2 separate regions of the Mus musculus genome follow, and region 2 is linked to region 1. The links are chromatin contacts, called in public HiChIP or PLAC-seq maps. All regions are on one chromosome and are shown on one strand. Each heading gives the region's core, a stretch centred on a gene start, on an enhancer-like site or on the middle of the called end of the contact. The rest is flanking DNA. Distances are from core to core; before and after follow the strand shown.

What was found. HiChIP or PLAC-seq counts read pairs in DNA pulled down with a chosen protein or histone mark.
Region 2: an H3K27ac HiChIP or PLAC-seq map of stem cell-derived neural progenitor cells shows a contact between it and region 1. The contact joins two enhancer-like sites. A contact is called at or near these places in 8 of 39 promoter capture datasets (the 3T3-L1 cell line, 3T3-L1-derived adipocytes, the HPC-7 cell line and 5 more), 1 of 15 datasets of contacts at CTCF or cohesin (embryonic stem cells), 46 of 484 Hi-C or Micro-C datasets (the 63-12 cell line, the BV-2 cell line, the CH12 cell line and 27 more), 28 of 115 datasets of contacts at active chromatin or transcription factors (the HPC-7 cell line, the NIH/3T3 cell line, bone marrow-derived macrophages and 18 more) and 2 of 9 other capture datasets (adipose tissue and liver).

What each region holds. Positions count from the first base shown.
Region 1 is chr1:135,563,844-135,568,996 of GRCm38.p6, reverse strand. The region is part of intron 1 of Nav1 (neuron navigator 1); the gene reads left to right. Among named protein-coding and RNA genes, the nearest start is that of Nav1, 19 kb to the left of the region's middle. Within about 2 kb of position 3,011, at least 85 of the 459 cell types and tissues checked have an H3K27ac peak or open chromatin away from gene starts, as enhancers often do. A contact at or near this core is called in cerebral cortex, cortical neurons, forebrain and 7 more, where this site is marked.
Region 2 is chr1:135,669,032-135,674,105 of GRCm38.p6, reverse strand. It overlaps a transcript of Nav1 not described here. Among named protein-coding and RNA genes, the nearest start is that of Gm32835, 17 kb to the left of the region's middle. Within about 2 kb of position 3,510, at least 151 of the 459 cell types and tissues checked have an H3K27ac peak or open chromatin away from gene starts, as enhancers often do. A contact at or near this core is called in cerebral cortex, cortical neurons, forebrain and 7 more, where this site is marked.

The sequences.
Region 1 (5,153 bases), core at 1,762-4,261:
AAATAAAAGAGTTAGAGGCAACACACACACACCCGCCCTAAGTGCCTTAAATCACTTACTTAGGCATCAAGTTTGACTACAATAGAGGTCACAGAAGAAGTGTAGAATTGGTCCCTGAGGGGCTGGAGAGGTGGGTCAGTGGGTAAAGTGCTTGCTGAGCAAACCCCTGCAGAACCTATGGACAAGCCCCGCACAGTAATGCAGGTGAGTATGAGCTCAAGGCCCCCGTGAGGATTTGAGGTAGAGAGAGGAAAACCCCTGGAAGCTGGTGGGCCACCCAGCCTGGCATTTGTAATGGTCGCCAATGCACACACTGTCTGACGGCACACTGTTGCCCGCCACATGACTCATGTTAAGTGTTGGTGTTCCGAGTTGCTATGCCGACATTTAGACCACTCCCACAGTTTTTCTTGAGAGACCCCATGTGTTAAAGCACCCCTTTACATACCTGACAACCCCTATACCTGCCTCCCACCCCGCCTCTGCTGCCATGACAGGTAAGACAAGTAGATGGCGCTTTGCCAATAGTGAGGACTGTGTGCTTGGCCTCGCATTTCTCTGTGACCCTGAACAACTCATTTTACCTCCCGGGTCCTCAGTTGATGCATCTCTTGCAAGGAGAGGATATTTGCTCTACCCTTCCTAGCTGCTGCGGGCGTGAGGGCATTTGTCATCACCAGCAGACACAGATGTATGGGCATTGGGGGAGGGAGGGGGACCTCTGCAGGCACTGTGCATTCCTCGAAGAGTCTACCAGCTGTCATGTCAGGCTTGAGGTGGGACTGTTGGAAGCCTCTCCAATCCGCAGAAGGCTTAGGCCCAGTTTAGGACGGAGAGGTGGGTGATGTAAGACCAGCTTTGCCATCCAGACCTCCACCTCCTTTCTTACCCCTACCCTGAGCCATGGCTCCTCTCCTTTTCAGCCCCTCCTTTCCTTAGGACACAAGAGCTCATTCTCACTGACACTACTATCTAACAGCAGCCTAGGCAGTCAGTGTGCCTTCTTGTTATTGTTTTGGTTTTTGTTTTCAACCTTAAGCCCCCCCCATCAGTATTATACTTTCCACCAACCCCAGCATGTACATATTGAATCTGTAAATTTCTGAATCTGTTATGTAGAATGTACTTGGTTTGTTTTACTGAATGTTTGGTTTTTTCCTTGAGCTGGTTGCAGTCCGCTGTGTTGATTACCATATCTACAAATGAGTTACTACTGCCTGAGCTTTGAAAAGCCCTGGTTTTAAAGGACCTTCTCTCTGAGCACAGAGATCCCTGGGACCTGTCTGGGAGGCCAGTTCACCAAGACGTTGGATACTAGAACATTCTCTCTGTGCCAGGCACTGTCTGAGGAACTTTACAGAGTAGAACCATGAATCCCCACAGCACTGCAGAGTAGGGTTTACTGTCTGCACAGTAAACTCAACCATTGAACAGCCAGGAAGTGAGGTCACATGGGGTTTAGGTCATTCGTCTGAACCTGCTCCATGAGTGTTAGAACCCCAGACACCTGCAATGTTAAACACTTAAGGCTCCTGGCTGCCAAGAGGCCACAGAGACAACGTGGGATAGCCATGGCACTTTAAGAAAGCAGCTCAGCTCTTGGGAAACAGAGGCAGACAAAATCTTTGTGAATTTGAGACCACCCTGTTCTACAGAGTGAGTTTCAGGATAGCCAGAGCTACACAGAGAAACCCTATCCAAAAAAAAAAGCCTGTGTGTCTATAGTCAGAGCTGGATTCTGTTGCCCTGGAAAGCCAGCCTGGTTTTTATGCTCACTCAAAGTAGGTGTGCTATGTGAGCTCCTAGCCCCATGAGATGCCTGGGTGCCTTTGCTCTATCAATTCCAGAGCCTGATGGACTAACGCTGAGGTTCCAAACTCTTCTACCCACTGCCCAGTGGGCATTAGAGTCAAGAACAAGCCCGGTCCTTGGCTTTTTAAAAAGTACTGTTGTTAATTTTAAAAATAACACTTTTCACAGGCTTTAAAAAAAAACAAAACCCGAGTGAGCTTAATCATCCACTCTCACTGTTTTTTAATGAATGCATTGTTTTAGGCTCTGTGAGAATGCAGTAAAAGTTTAAAAAAAAACAAACCACTTTTTTTTTCCAGAGTGTGTCCCCATATTTTATAGGTTGCTCTTAAGACGAAGACAAGGATTCCTGCACGTGGGCAGGCAAGACTCACAGATGGGCCATGGCGTGCAAGAGTAGAGCAAGCGTGCATTTGTAAGGGATCGTCGTGGGAGGCACACACTTCCCAGATTCCATGCCTGTTCCTTCTCTTGGCATAGTAGCTGGAGATGATCAGATGGATGCAGAGAAGGAAGGAAGGAAGGAAGGAAGGAAGGAAGGAAGGAAGGAAGGAAGGAAGGAAGGAAGGAAGGAAGGAAGGAAGGAAGGAAAGAAGGAAGGAAGGAAGGAAGGAAGGCAGGCAGGCAGGCAGGCAGGCAGGCAGGCACAGGGACGACTGGGTGACCATGAAACAGCTGAAGCAGGATTCTCTTTTTTTTTTTTCCTTTCTTTAAAAAAGATTTATTTCTTTGTATAGTTATGAGTATTTTGCCTGCCTGTGTGTTTGTGGTACCATGTGTCCAAGGAGGCCAGAAAAGGAAATTGGACCCCCTGAAACTGAACTTAGGTATGGCTTCGAGCCATCATGCGGATGTTGGGAATCAAACGTGGATCCTCTGCAAGAGCAACAAGTGCTCTAAACTGCTGAGCCATCTCTCCAGCCCTTGAAGTTGAGTTCTTAATTATTCTTAGCCTCTCCTAAAGTGAGACTCGGTCACATCCTTCTCTCCTCTCTTTCACGGCTGGAAGTGTTAAGCCCATTGCTCTCAGCCACCCCCAGCATGTTCACTCTCTTAGCTCCCTCGTGCTCTGCATCCTTGGCCAACCTCAATACAGAAATTCAAAGCAAAGCAACAGACCCTCCCCATGGAGAGCCCCTCAGCTGGCAGGGAAGAGAGGACACCAACGGCCAGGAGCTCCGGGCTCTGGCAGGAAACGGGCCAGGCACAGGGTGGTGGGTACAGCTGTGGCACATAGGAAGGGACACAGCAGTTGAATGCCAACCCTACTCAGAGCGTAGACATGGAATATTGCCCAAGATCTGTCTGGACCTGATTAACTGAGACTAGAAATGCCAGGGGGATGCTGAGGACTGGACCTGAGGAGGACAGACAGAATTAGAGATGGATTCTTAAGAGAATCCCAGAACAAGGAAAGCATCAGCTGAAAGAAGCAGCTGCAGAGGTGTGCCATCTGGGGGTAGAGTGTGGTGAGTGCCTAGGAGGGAGGACTGAGGACCTGGGTCAATGGTTGGGAGGGAGGACTGGAGACATGGGTCAGTGGCTGGGAGGGAGGACTGAGGACCTGGGTCAGTGGCTGAGAGGGAGGACTGGAGACATGGGTCAGTGGCTGGGAGGGAGGACTGAGGACCTGGGTTAGTGGCTGGAAGGGAGGACTGAGGACCTGGGATAGCTTGCAGCAGTGTTTCTCAGGCTGGTTGGAAACCAGGCCAATTCCTGCTCTGAGACATCTCTGCTTGGCCCAGGCAGCTGTTAACAGACCCCCTGAGTGCCCTTGGCCAGCCCCAGCTCCAGTCTTCTCCTCACCTGACTCCCTGTGAGCCCAGCTTGCCAGCTAAGGAACAGAGCCTGCCTCAGCTGTGGACAGAGCCAAGAAGTCACCATGGTAACCCTCTGGCTGATGGGGACTCAGGTTGCCATGGGAACATGTATAAAATCAAAAATTATTTTTGGGGATGGGTTGCAGCTAAGAAGGGCAGTGGGGACCATTTGCAGCAGTGCACACTTCCCAGGGTTCTGTTCCATGGCTCCTCAAGTTCCTCCCCGGGAATGGTGGGAGAGCCCAGCCCAGCACTTCTGAGAAATGACACTGATACTCCCAGGAACACTCCCAGAGGTCGTCCAATGCAAAACATGTCTCCCATTTCCCTGGTGAGTGTTTTGCCCAGCCGTATCTTTCAGTGCCAGATCCGCTCCTCGGCACCACCATGAAATCTGCAAAATTCATATGCCTGGCTCCTGCCAGAGACTCCAGGCCCAGCCGTCTCTCACAGTCAGTCTCTTTTCTGACAGGGCCTGACTTGAAGGTCCCTTTGTCATGAGCACTGGGCGAGCCATACAGGCACTGGGCATGCTCAGAAGAGCTGCTCGACAGAGGAGCCTGCTCTTCAATGTGGCCTCACAGAAAACACCAAAGGAGGCGAATGGTGTTTGGATTTCACAGAGGCAGGAGAGAGTGCATGCTAAATCCCACCTCTTGCCTTCCTCCCCGCAGCACTGCCTACAGTAGGATGGTGCTGGAACAGTCTGTGGAATGGGCCATTGCTCGGTGGAACCACTGGGCCATTTTCTGAAGTGAAAAGGCAGGAGAGGAATCTCACAAGAAAGAAACATTTTTTTTTTTTTTTTGTCCCTGTGGTGTGGCCTGGTCCAGCAGTTGTCATTCATAATTAGAATGTATTCTATACTATCCTAGGCCTCAGTTTCTCCCTCACCAAAAAGGTGATGGGGGGGGGGCGGGGGGGCGTGTCAGAGATGGAGCTGTTAATGAACCCTGGGCAGACCTGGGAGCCTCCTCCAGACCTGTTAGAAGGCTAGGGAGGGAGAGCACAGGGTGTGACCTGGGGACCTGGGCCCCTCTGAGGCATTTAGCCCTGTGCTCAGTGCTCAGTGCTCAGTGCTCAGTGCTCAGTGGAGGCTGTAGCCTGAGAAAACTTTCTCCTGAAAGCTGCCCTTAACTTGAGCCAGGCTCAGCTCAGGTTTCAGGACTCGGAGATTCTGCCTTCCCCCTCCCCCACCCCTATGACTAGACCAGAGCTCCGTGAGAGCTGAGGAGACCACATATTACCTCTTAGGAGACAGGACCAGTTGTTTCTCCCATGTGCCACGTGTCTCCTGGAACCTCCAGGACAGAAGAATCAGCAAGACTTGGGGGACAAAGCTGGCTGTGCTGGAGACGCTCTAGGGAGAACCGCACAGAGCTGGTTTGGCCTGACTGAGCAAGGCCAGGGCCTGGGTGCTTTGTTGTTCTGCCCCCAGTGCTCCGCCAGCTCTGCCAAGAGGAGACACAGTTTCTGAAGGGCTGCAGTCCAAATTCTTCCTGGCTCTTCTGAACATCCCCT
Region 2 (5,074 bases), core at 2,261-4,760, 100 kb before region 1:
CTGGAGTACTCCTTTGTAGGTGTGATGTGTTAGGCAAGTGTCAAGGGATTTTTAGCCTGGGTTATGACTGATCTGTCCCTTGGGACAGAATTCATATAAATCTCTCTGAGTCTCTTTCTTACAAAACGGACCTCAGGTTCTCCCCACAAGTAGAGCCTGTGGCTCTGCCTCTGAAGTTAGGGCTCCAGGGCACTGGGAGAGTTGTGGGGCCCTTGCACATACAGACATCATCAAAGAAACCCAGGTTGGAACCCAAGAGACACTTCAACTCTGATACTCATCTGCGATCTCAGGTTTCTCGTCCTGATGTCAAGGATCACGGAAAGCCAGTGTCCTCCACCGCAGTCCCTGTGCGGTGGCCCCTTCCTCAGTGAGGTCTACAAGGAGGGAGCCACACTATAAATAGCACCCCACATCCAAAGTCCTTCTTCCTGTGCAGGAAGCACCGAGGTCTAAAGGAAGGAAAAACGTGTTTCCGGAAGAGAGGCCAGGAAAAAGAAAAGCCAAGCGGGGGCGGACCCAGCTGAGTTCCGGGTGCTGGATGAGAGATGCAATGAGGCCGGTTCAGCAGGTGTATGCTAGGGTTTGATGCCAGCTTCTGGTGTTGGCATGTGACCCTGCCTGGGGCCTGCCGTTCAAGGACCTCCTGAGAATGGAAAGAGACCCGTGTGAAAACTTGAGGCTGGAGACTTAGGAGGTCAGGGCCAAGAGAGATTTGTTAATGCTGGGTCCGTTCGTCTGCTCACTGAATATTTCTCATTTTGCGATGAGGTAGATGTTCATAGAGAGCAAGGTGAGGTGCTTTTTGTAAGAATGGTTGGGAAAAAGCCAATGATCACGGGTGTTAAGCACAGCAGAGGCAACTCAGGGTCCTGGGAGATGGGAAAAGGCAACAGCAGGAGAGGCAGGAAAGATCCTGGGAGATAAAGATGGCTCCTCCTGGCCTCTTAGGAATTCAGTCAAGCCCAGGGAACGAGGCTGGAGGCTTCCAAGTGGGGAGGGAGGTGTGGGGATGAGAAGGTGGAGCGGCTGAGCAGTATCTACCCGCTCTCCTTTCTCCTGGCTCTCAGGTGCCCACCCCGAACTGTAACTGGGTCTACAGAGCAGTCCTTATCCCTCCAGAGACCCCTGATGGACCTCAGGGGCCTTTGCCCCTGCCTAGCTAGAGGAGAGGACACCCTCCATTGCCTGTGTAGACAACATGGGAATGGGGTGACCACACTCCAAGGCCAGGCCAAGCATCAAGAAGCCCCGGAAAAGCATCTATCTTCTCGGAAGAGCCAGAGGCCTGGTGGACAGCTCTGTGGTGGCAATTATCACCATGAGAGCTCAGGGCTGTGGGCTCCTTTCTAGTGCAGAGGGCATCAGAGTCACCCAGTGACTCTCAGCTCCTACTCCTGGCTCTCCAGCCCTCTGTGATGCTGCCAGACCGCAGGCCCCCTTAGTGGCCGACACACAGATGGGTTGCTGTTTCTGTAAGAAAGCCCTAGAAAGTCCTGGTATCAAGTTCAGATTCCTCTGCATTCCCACGGCACCAACAGTGATGTTGAAATGCAATATTTCCACCCCCCATCCTTCCAACCAGGGTGGTTTGTGATTAGAATCCAGTCAGGATCCCAGGGCCTCTGAGGAGCCTGGGCAAATTTCAGCCCAGTTTCCTGTTTTATAAAATAGTGCACAGTGGTTCAGGAAGAAAAACAAAAGCTTGGCATGTGTGCTCATCCAGCGTCCCTTAGCATAGCCCCTGAACATATCCTATAGTCCCCGTCCTAGTGTCCATGTGCCCAAACACAGAGGCAACCCTGGGAGATGGTTAAGGCTTGCTTTTAGGTTGTCTGCCCTCCATGGGGAGCCCACACTGACTGCATCTTCTCCCCGAGCACCGTCCTCTGCTGGCGGTGACTTGCCAGCAGATATCTCTTCATCGTCCCAGTTTCTACATGAGTTCACCGTGGCCCACTTGCTCACACCCCTTACACTGGGAAGAACAGGCCATTGCCCAGGAAACCGCTGGCTGCAATCCAGTCCCTTTACTGTAATCATGTTGAGAAAAAAGGCAGGCATGACTTTGCTTCGGCAGGAATTAAAAGATGAAGGGAAGAAGGAAGGGGACACCAAGGTCATTTCTATGGCTCTTGTAAAAAGACAGAGGATGCCTCGGAAGCTGAAGAAGAGATGCTGTCTCTGTGCTGTGCTGTGTGGCACCTGAGATGTGGTCGCTGTGTTGTGCTGTGCTATATATGGTATCCAAAATGCTGTCTCTGTGCTATGCCGTGTGGCTCCTGAGATACCGTCTTTGTGCTGTGCTGTGGTGGCAATGGAGCCTTATGTGAGGCATTCAAAGGGGCAGAAAGGAGGCAACCTAGGGTTCCAAAAAAAAGCAGATGAAAAACAAAGCAAACAGCACCAGTAAAGAGGTCTGGATGGATGGCTCAATGGTTAGGAGTTCCTGCTACTCCTCCCAAAGTTCTTGTTTGCCTCCCAGCACCCACCTTAGGTGGCTCACAACTGCCTGTAACTCCAGCTCTAGGGGATCCAGCGCCCTCTTCTGGCCATGCACAGGGCTTACACTCATATATCATATGCATACACATACATAAAAATAAAATATAATAATAACAACATAAAGCCAGTATCAGAGTAAGGGGGAAATAGAATTGTGTTTCTATGCTTCTGATACTTCCTAGGTGTGTGTTTTTGTGTCTGACTTTGTTTGTGACTTAGAATATACCATGTGCCATGTGCCTGTTCCTGTCTCTGAACCTTCATCTGTAACAGGGAGCTAACTCTAACCTAGCTCACCGGACAGCCTAGCTTATGGGGACATCTGTATAACAGAGTCTGTGTAATAACACACTTAGCTTAGCACCTGGCTTGCAGAAACCAGAGATTATTGACAAATAGTCGCTCACGGACAAGACACTTGACCTTCTGAGACCCGACCCTCCACTCTGTAAACTGGGGTTTGACTCTGGTTCCCTTTGGGCCTGCTGAGAGACTGTGGCTGCAGATGTTGTGGCATAAGATGGGTTCTCAGTGAATGAGTGCTTCCTTAGGGAATGCTTGAAGTTCCCCTTTGGGGTGACCAGAAGCAGATCCCTGTCCCCTGAGAAGCCCACACTGTGGCTTTCAAGTCTCTGCATGGGATGGAGGCTTAGGATTTTCCTCTGGCAGGGGTAGCATCTCAGACAGGAGAGGCTGAAAGAGTTTTGAGAGACATGAGAGTATGCTGTAGCCGGATGAAGGCTTTCACAGAAGGTGTGGCCAGAGTGCAGAAGCACTGGCCTCCTCTCTCCTCCAAGGGTTTGGTTTAGAAGTTGTCAAGGACCACAAGCTGTTCTTCCACTTCCTTTTGAGCAGGGCCTAAGTCATCTGGCGCCGACTGTATCATAGAGGCCTTGGGAAGAGATGGTGCAAAAGGAGATAGGAAATCTGGTTCACCCTTTGTCTGCGTGTCTGTGCATCGTTCTGTGGCTACCACTAGAGGGCGCAGTTGCCCAGCACAACCCACAGGATTCCCACGCCCTCCTCTGCAGCAGCCAGCTGGCCCCTGCGTCATTTGGGCTGGGAAAAGCAGCGAGGCTTACCCACTCAACTCTACACTAGATGAAAGACGGGGGTGGGTGAGAGCCTCGGGTGGGGCAGCCCTGCACTGTATGGGAAAACTAGGCGAGCAGAGGACTTTAACGGCCTAGAGAGCAGAGCTGGGTCTGTTACCCTCAATGGTGTTTAAGACTTTGATTCTTGGCATAGGCTCTATCTATAGAACTACCCCTGTCCCACAAAAACAAACAAACAAACAAACAACCTCAGTTTTTCTCTTTATTCTCCTGGACTATCAAGTATGTTGGGTGATTTCAAACAGACTTAGATGGTGTTGGTTGGCAAAAACAAACCGTCAATGTTGTCTAGTCTGGCTGTCTCTGGAGTCTTCTTTTCTTGCGGTTACTGGGACCCGCAGCCAGAGCCAGCTTTCCCTCCCCTATCAGCACAACCCTCCTGTGTGGCTCTGCTAACTTGCCCACTGTAGATGGATATAACCCGCCCCAAACTACCATTTGCCTTAGCCTTGGGCTTCCTTGGCTGATGACCAACAGAACTCGTGCATCTGCAGTAACTGGAGGAAGTACAGGAGGAACTGGGATAAGCCTAGGACCCTGGTTCCCTGCCAGAGCCCTTGGCCGTAGCGTGCCTGGAGAGGCAATGATTTAGTGAGACCCTGTCACCTAGCTCTTCAAGTCTCAAGCTGCTGATGCCATAGGAGGATGCCGCTGTGTCTATAAACCCATCTCTGGGGCTGTGTAGCTGCCTTTCTCTTTCCCTCTCTGCAGACCCTCTCTTTGGGAGTGGAGGTACTGCTAAGCACTCACCGTGGTCTTCATATGGTCCACTGGGGTCTTTGGCTCTATGCCATAAGCTGGGTCTCCCAGGGCTCTGAACAGTGATGGACAGACCAAGTTGCTTCCTATCCTCGGAGCCCCAGAGTAGGCAGTGGGCTGGGGGCAGGGGAGGCGGGGCAAATGAATCCAGCATTCCATAGGCTTCCAAATTGTGTGCCTCTGTACTTGCTCTTTCCAAGAATCCTACACAACTACCTAGAGTCTGGTCTGGGGCCAAGCTGGAGTCCTTTCATCCCGAGCCTTCTCCCCCAGAGACCACCGAACTGCAAAGCCTGGACCACAGCTTGCCTCTGCACCGTGAGGGCTCCTCTAGCAGAAAGACGAGAGTCCTTCTGAGAGCCTCCTCCTGACTTTACCCAGACAGGGTTAGCAGACCATCTGGTTCCAGTGTAATATGGTCAGGGAGGCCGTCCTAGATGCAGCGATATTTAATATTAGAGGATATGAACAGGAAGATGAGCTGGTTCCTAGTCAGGATGATAACACAGGAAGAGATGAATCTGCTGCAGTCATACACGGGGCCACCCAGAGGCAGGGTGTGGTCCCATCTGACTTTGCATCCAGGGTCTGCTGCTTACTGGCCGTGACTGTGAACGAGACCTTCCAGTGCTTGCTAAGACTGGATGTGTCTGACACTGGCATTAGAGTGGGCATTATATACGAACTGACTTATT